Regions from separate parts of the Hordeum vulgare genome. Here region 1 is linked to region 2. A link is a contact called in public Hi-C data. All regions are on one chromosome and are shown on one strand. Each heading gives the region's core, a stretch centred on a gene start, on an enhancer-like site or on the middle of the called end of the contact. The rest is flanking DNA. Distances are from core to core; before and after follow the strand shown.

Region 1 (3,009 bases), core at 346-2,845, 86 kb before region 2:
ACATTAACTCCACTTTGGTACTAAGACATTCCTTTGTGAACCACGACACTCAAAGAGTTCGATTCTTTTTGGACTATGCATTGTCTTGTACTATCATCTACTTTTGCATGTTTGGACATAACTATGCAAATGGCTAAGGTAGGTCATGGCCACTTATTCTTAGGTTAGTTTTCATACATACCATCAATTTTAGGAATCTCATAATAATACTTAGGCAGTTGCAAAGTTGAGCACCAATTAATTTATACAGCTGGTGCAAACTGATGCATCGATAGTTGGGTTATAGCGGCACAAGTTGATAATTCTATGTCGTCATAGCAACTAATCGCAGGATTGCATATATATGTAGCTCAGAGAGGTCAATAATTGATCACTACAGAGTAGAGAACATTTGTTTATATTTTGTCAAAAGTGGCCACCACTTTTGAAAGAAGGAGACAGAACAAACCGAATGACCACCAAGCGGACATTTGGCCCCAAAGGTTTCCTTGAACCATACTTTGTTAAGTAGGACAACCAACCACTAGAAGCAATGAGCTAGCTGATGAACCATCATATTTCCCAACAAACTGCCTATGCTGATACCCTTACCACAAGGCATCCAGAATTATTATTATTTTGCGCCCCCTAGGAGTAAAGCCTAAAGAACTAACAGCTAGCTAGAAAAAATAAATAAATAAAAGTTTGGCCTGCTGAGGCTCCCCATGTGAGTCACCATCACCAAGATGTCCCAACTACAAACAAGATCTCAAAAGGGGAGATTTGAAAACACTTTTGCCATGATCTCACTCGAGTCCCTTGATGTAGTTTTATGTCAAGAAACCTTATCCTAAATGGGACGTGATTAGATTGTGGGCCCTAGCCGGCCTCTTGTTGTTTTCTTCTAGCTAGGGTTCCCCAACTTGATTATTATGCGCCGAAAGATGGCAGCTTGTGTGTGGTTTTGGACGACTCAAATATGCTATAAATTAATTGTATGTTTGTATATTTATGTGGTGTTGGAGCATATCCCAATTTTGGGCAAGCATCTGAGTTGTCATGCATCCTTCAGTGGAGCCTCGCTTGGACACGATTAATTATAAAACACATCAGTATATATGTGGCCCTAAGCCTAAAGGACTGCTATTAATTTAAGAGAATTGGTGTTGCAACAGTAACTAACTTTGGAACACTTTAATTTTTTTTCATGTTAAATTATCTCCTCAGGGCCCGATCGAGGAGGAGCTGAATTTGTACAACAAAACAGTAAAGACAAGTGATGGATCTCAAGACTTGTAACAGTGCACTAGATAGGATATGGATGGATTTCCATTAGAGAAAGGAAACCAACTTTGCTTCATGCTGAGGAGTTGATCAGTCCCCCTCTTTTAGGGGTCCCAATTGAGCTAGCTAGCATACATAGTCCCCATGGGTAGCTAGCTTGTCTAGAAGGGAAGCAATGGAGTCAATGTCTTGTCTCCCTTTGGCATCATGTCAAAGACCTTAGGGCATCATCATGTTGTACTTAAGTACCCTCCCTCCCTCTTTTCATAGTGGTGTGAGGGGTGCCCCACCCTCACCTCCTCCCCTGTGGCGTTGGTGTTGGTGTTGGTGTGCATGGCACCAAGCCACCAACCAGTCAGAATTCAACAGGTATTGCCAAGGTTTTAGTAGCCCTAGGAGTGAGCGCCATGATTAGAAGGAAGATGCCATGCTTAGGCTGACACATATGTATATTTGACATGCGAAATGAAAAGCGCATGCATGCCCCCTTGGTGGACTCCTGATCATTTGGTCTGATGAAAGAAAGCTCCCCCGCTTTATTGGTATCTGTACTTTGCATCCTGTCACTTGCCCTGTTTTTCTGGTACTGCTACATGCCCCAATCCCTCTCCCTTTTCCACAATGGAATGGACTCGGCTTCAGCTCAACCCAGCCCAAGTTGAAGTGGTGGTGGGTTTTGTGCTGTGTGATTGGCCGCGGGGAGTACTTGATGCATGAATGGTCATCCATCTGATACAACATCCCTTTCCCTTTCCCTGCTCACTGAATTGATGGGCATGCAGGAGTATTTCACGTTCACATTAACATTCACTACACCCTGTAAAAACACCACACTTGGTTGATTTTGCTGGTGATGTGCCAGGTGTGAACCTTGACCTACTTTCAGTTGGCTAAGCACTCTGAGGCTGCAGACAGTGCACTCCACCCTGCTGGCACATCCAGGATTTTACTACTAAATTATCTTCTTGCACTGACTGCCTTATGATCACATTTAACAGACCTATGGCGGATAATTAACCTCCCTAGCTAGGGTCCAGATCTTCAGGGTTGCTTACTGTAGCGCATACATGGATGATTAGTGCTCTAGGTGTGATGCTTAATCACTCAGTCAGATGGGTCCAGACTAACTGTAGCTATAGCCAGGTCCCTGCTCTGCTCATTACTCCATTAGGCCACAAAGGAAGTACATTAGTACTCTAGTTGTCAGGCTTAATCACTCAGTCAGATGGGTCCAGACTAAATGTAGCTATAGCAAGGTCTCTGCTCTGCTCATTACTTCATTAGGCCACGAAGGAAGTACATTAGTACTCTAGTTGTCAGGCTTAATCGCTCTCGGATGGGTCCAAACTAACTGTAGCTAGGTAGCTAGCTTGGCTCATTTTTGAGCCCCAAAGGCTTCATCTTATTATTGAGATGCTTTCTACCGTACGGAGGGCTAGCAGCCTATACGTGTTGTATAATGTCACTTGTGGAGCAAGTGACAATGCTAAGTTAGTAGTACTAGCAGGGCTGCTAGCTAGCCACCTAGCGTGCTGTTGATTACCACTGCTTGCATATGTAAGCTATGGTTAGCCATAGCCCCTAGGTTTGTTAGTCGTGGCTCGCAGTCATGAGGCGTCGAGGTAATTCAACTCTAAAGACTCTGAAGCGCTTGTCGGGGGCTAGCTAGGTAAGTACTACTAGCTAGTCGCTGCGGCTGCTAGGCATCGACCTATTATCCGTCGATCGGCTTGGCGATTGAGTTAC
Region 2 (3,153 bases), core at 372-2,871:
ATGGGGGAGCTGTCAAGTCGAATGCCAATCATGTTTTTGCTATTATATACATTTGAATCATACATCCAGTTGGGAAATATGTTGTAATCTAAGTTTTTATATGTACATCAGTCCATGTGATCAAGGATATCATCATGTACTGCAACTTCAAGGCTTCTTTAATTTTTGTAAACACGACAATGTATCATTGTGGTGCAAAAATAAGTCTTCTATCTTCTTTTAAGAATATCTCAAGAAAGGATGTGCACTTGCCGGATCAGAAAAGCAAGTCCTAAAAGGACCGATTTTAGAGACCATATGTGATTATACGATTATGTGTATGAAAGTATTATATCATTTTTCTTGACATGTCTCCATTTATATATAACTCAGATTCCTTTTTGCCATACAAAATATGTTTCTGCATACGACAACCTGAACATATCATCGTATGCAAATATAGAATGGTTAAATTATAGGAAATTTGGTTATACATATACATAGTTTTTTAGAGTCTGACAAATTCCATGCTGAAATAATAATTCAGTTTTCTATTGTTTATATTGGATTATGGTGAAAGTTACATATTTATAGGCACATGAGGAGACTTAAACTCGAGACAATAGACATGTATCCTTTGCCAATGCACCTCAACGTACAAGTCAAAATGGCATGTGAATTAATGAAGTCTCAACGAGCTAAAGGAAATCGTCATTACCATGGAAGATCAATATTTCTGTTTTCAACTAGAAACTTACTGTAACAAATTAGAAGTGATTGGAAATTTAACATTTTGAAAAGTCTGAGGAGCCGGTAACCAATTACAGTGCTACTAAAATATATTAGAAAATTGCATGTAGTCCACAATGATATATAGTATTACCAAAATATATTTATGTTTTATATAAACTAGGCCGTGCGAATGCACGGGTTGACGACTAGTGTTTATTAATTATGTAGCTCCTACAAAAAACAAGAAACAATAAACGTTTTTCAGAAGAAAAAAAGACGATAAAACCGCACAGAAAAACAAAAACCAACTCCTTTTTTTAGCAACACAAAAACCAACTGTAGTGATCTCATCAAAGCGGGCCCATACCTGGCCAAACAGGCTGTGCTAGTCGGACCGGCCCGACAACCCGCGGGCTAGACACGACACCCGGCCCGACACGATTTAAACGGGTCGTACCAGGCACGCGACACGCCTCGGGCCGTGCCTGGGCCTGGAGGTTGGGCACGTGGGCCGGCACGGCACGACCCGTTTATTTTTTTACATATTTTTAGATATTTTTAATGTATGTATTATAATATATGACCCAATAGACCTAAAAATAAGCCCATAAGGCTAAAATTATACAACTCAACGTGCTAATCGGACCAACAGGCCGGCCTATTTAGTAACTGGGTCGTGCCTGGGCTTGGAAGCGCAGCCCACAGGCTGGCACGGCACGGCCCGATTACTAAACGTGTCTCGGCGGGCCATGCCGGGCCAGGCACGTTTAGGCCGTTCCGTGCCGGGCCGGGCCGGCCCGTTTGCCCAGATCTGAGTGGGCCTGCCAATTTTACGCCTCGCTTCAGCGTGGCCTCTTCTCTTTGACGCCGCATGAGGTCTCGCACCGAGTTTCTAAAAAAAAAAAAAAGAGAGAGATCTCGCACCGAGCTACTAACTCCCGTCCCGGCGCCGATTCTGGGGTCTCTGCCGCTCTCGATCTCTCCGGCCTCGCCGGAAGCCGTCGCCCCCTGCACACCCCGCCCGCCCGGCGCCACCCCGCCCACCGACCTCCTGCCAGCCGGCGCCCGCCGCCCACCGCTCGCCGGGTGACCCGCGATGAGCAAGCCAGGCGGCAGCGCTGGCGGCGCCATGGCGGGCCCGACGGCGGCGGCCGCGGCCGCCGCGGCGCAGAAGCAACGAGCGCTCCTCCAGAAGGCCGACGCCGACGTCGGCAGCCTCGTCGACAACTTCTCCGCCCTCATCAACATCGCCCGCGTACGCCCCTGTTCCTTCTTGGCACTCTCCTTCTGCCTAACCAGCCCTAACCCTGCGCTTTTTCCTCGTCTCAGGTCAACGACCCTCCCGTGCGCAACTCGCAGGAGGCATTCCAGATGGACATGCGCGCCTCCCGCATGGTAAGTTCGCCTCACTGCCCACCATTTGCTCAGAGATTTGTTTCTCCCCACTGTTCGAAATTGTCGTGACCAAAATTGGAGACGAGTTGTGCCTTAAATCAACAGCACCACGCTACTACAAGCTATAAATTGACAGAACTCGCAGTGAGGTTGATGATTATGAGATCAAACTAGGCTATGAAACTGGCAGTGAAGATCGAAACAGTAACGCCCAATTGAGTGGTGGTATTAGCCTAAGCTGTCCCTGAATTAAATCCCATAGCGCTGTAGCACAAAAGCCCACAAGGAGATATCAGTTACTCCCTCCATTTTTGTATACAAGACCACAAGGAGTATCATGTAATCATGTAGACTTAGCAACCAGCATGGCAATGAATGTGATGTGACTAGGGTGAAAATGTGTATGCTAAATACAGTAATGCTATGATCAAAATAGGGATCAGTTTGGTAAAGCCTATTTAGGATCTATAAGTCTAGATGTGCAGGGTAAGGTTTCAGGAATATAAATATAAGCTCTGAAGCACTCCAGCCCCTGGTAGATTGATTTCATGGTCATGTACTTTAAACTCAGTCTCCCAAGATGCAGATGATGAGTGGATATAAGAAGCTTCGGCGCCATAATTGGTGCTGCAATTGTAACAAGTTGATACTAGAAGCAAGGACTACCTTAGCTTCGGCACCATAATTACTGCTGCAATTGTAACAAGTTGATACAAGAAGCGAGGACTACCTTAGCTTTGGCGCCCTAATTAGTGCTGCAATTGTAACAAGTTGATACAGAAACTATAGTAGCAGCTGATACGATATACTCCTATGTTATACTGCAACCTACTGTGTTTTGAGCTAATTCTAGAATACCATCAAATCTAGTATTCGTTTTTCTTGATTCGTCTTGTTTGGTTATCAAATGCTGTTTTATGTTTTCCAGGTGCATTCAGCGGACTCTCTGTTGAAACTAGTGTCGGAACTTAAGAGGACAGCTATCTTTTCTGGGCTTGCTTCTTTGAGTGAGAATGTTGATAGGAGGATTGAAGTGCTCAGTCAACA

What was found. A called contact is a pair of places that touch in the nucleus more often than the background predicts.
Region 1: a contact with region 2 is called in a Hi-C map of seedling, with 4 times the contacts expected there. The contact joins the enhancer-like site here to the promoter of LOC123442548 in region 2. A contact is called at or near these places in 2 of 6 Hi-C or Micro-C datasets (leaf and seedling).

Annotation. Positions count from the first base shown.
Region 1 is chr3H:13,783,382-13,786,390 of MorexV3_pseudomolecules_assembly, reverse strand. No RefSeq gene overlaps it. Among protein-coding and RNA genes, the nearest start is that of LOC123439262, 6.8 kb to the left of the region's middle. Within about 2 kb of position 1,595, at least 2 of the 3 cell types and tissues checked have open chromatin away from gene starts, as enhancers often do. A contact at or near this core is called in seedling, where this site is marked.
Region 2 is chr3H:13,697,251-13,700,403 of MorexV3_pseudomolecules_assembly, reverse strand. LOC123442548 (mediator of RNA polymerase II transcription subunit 22a-like) reads left to right here and starts at 1,621. Exons shown (of 4, transcript XM_045118622.1): 1 at 1,621-1,966; 2 at 2,041-2,106; 3 at 3,035-3,153. The coding sequence starts at 1,808.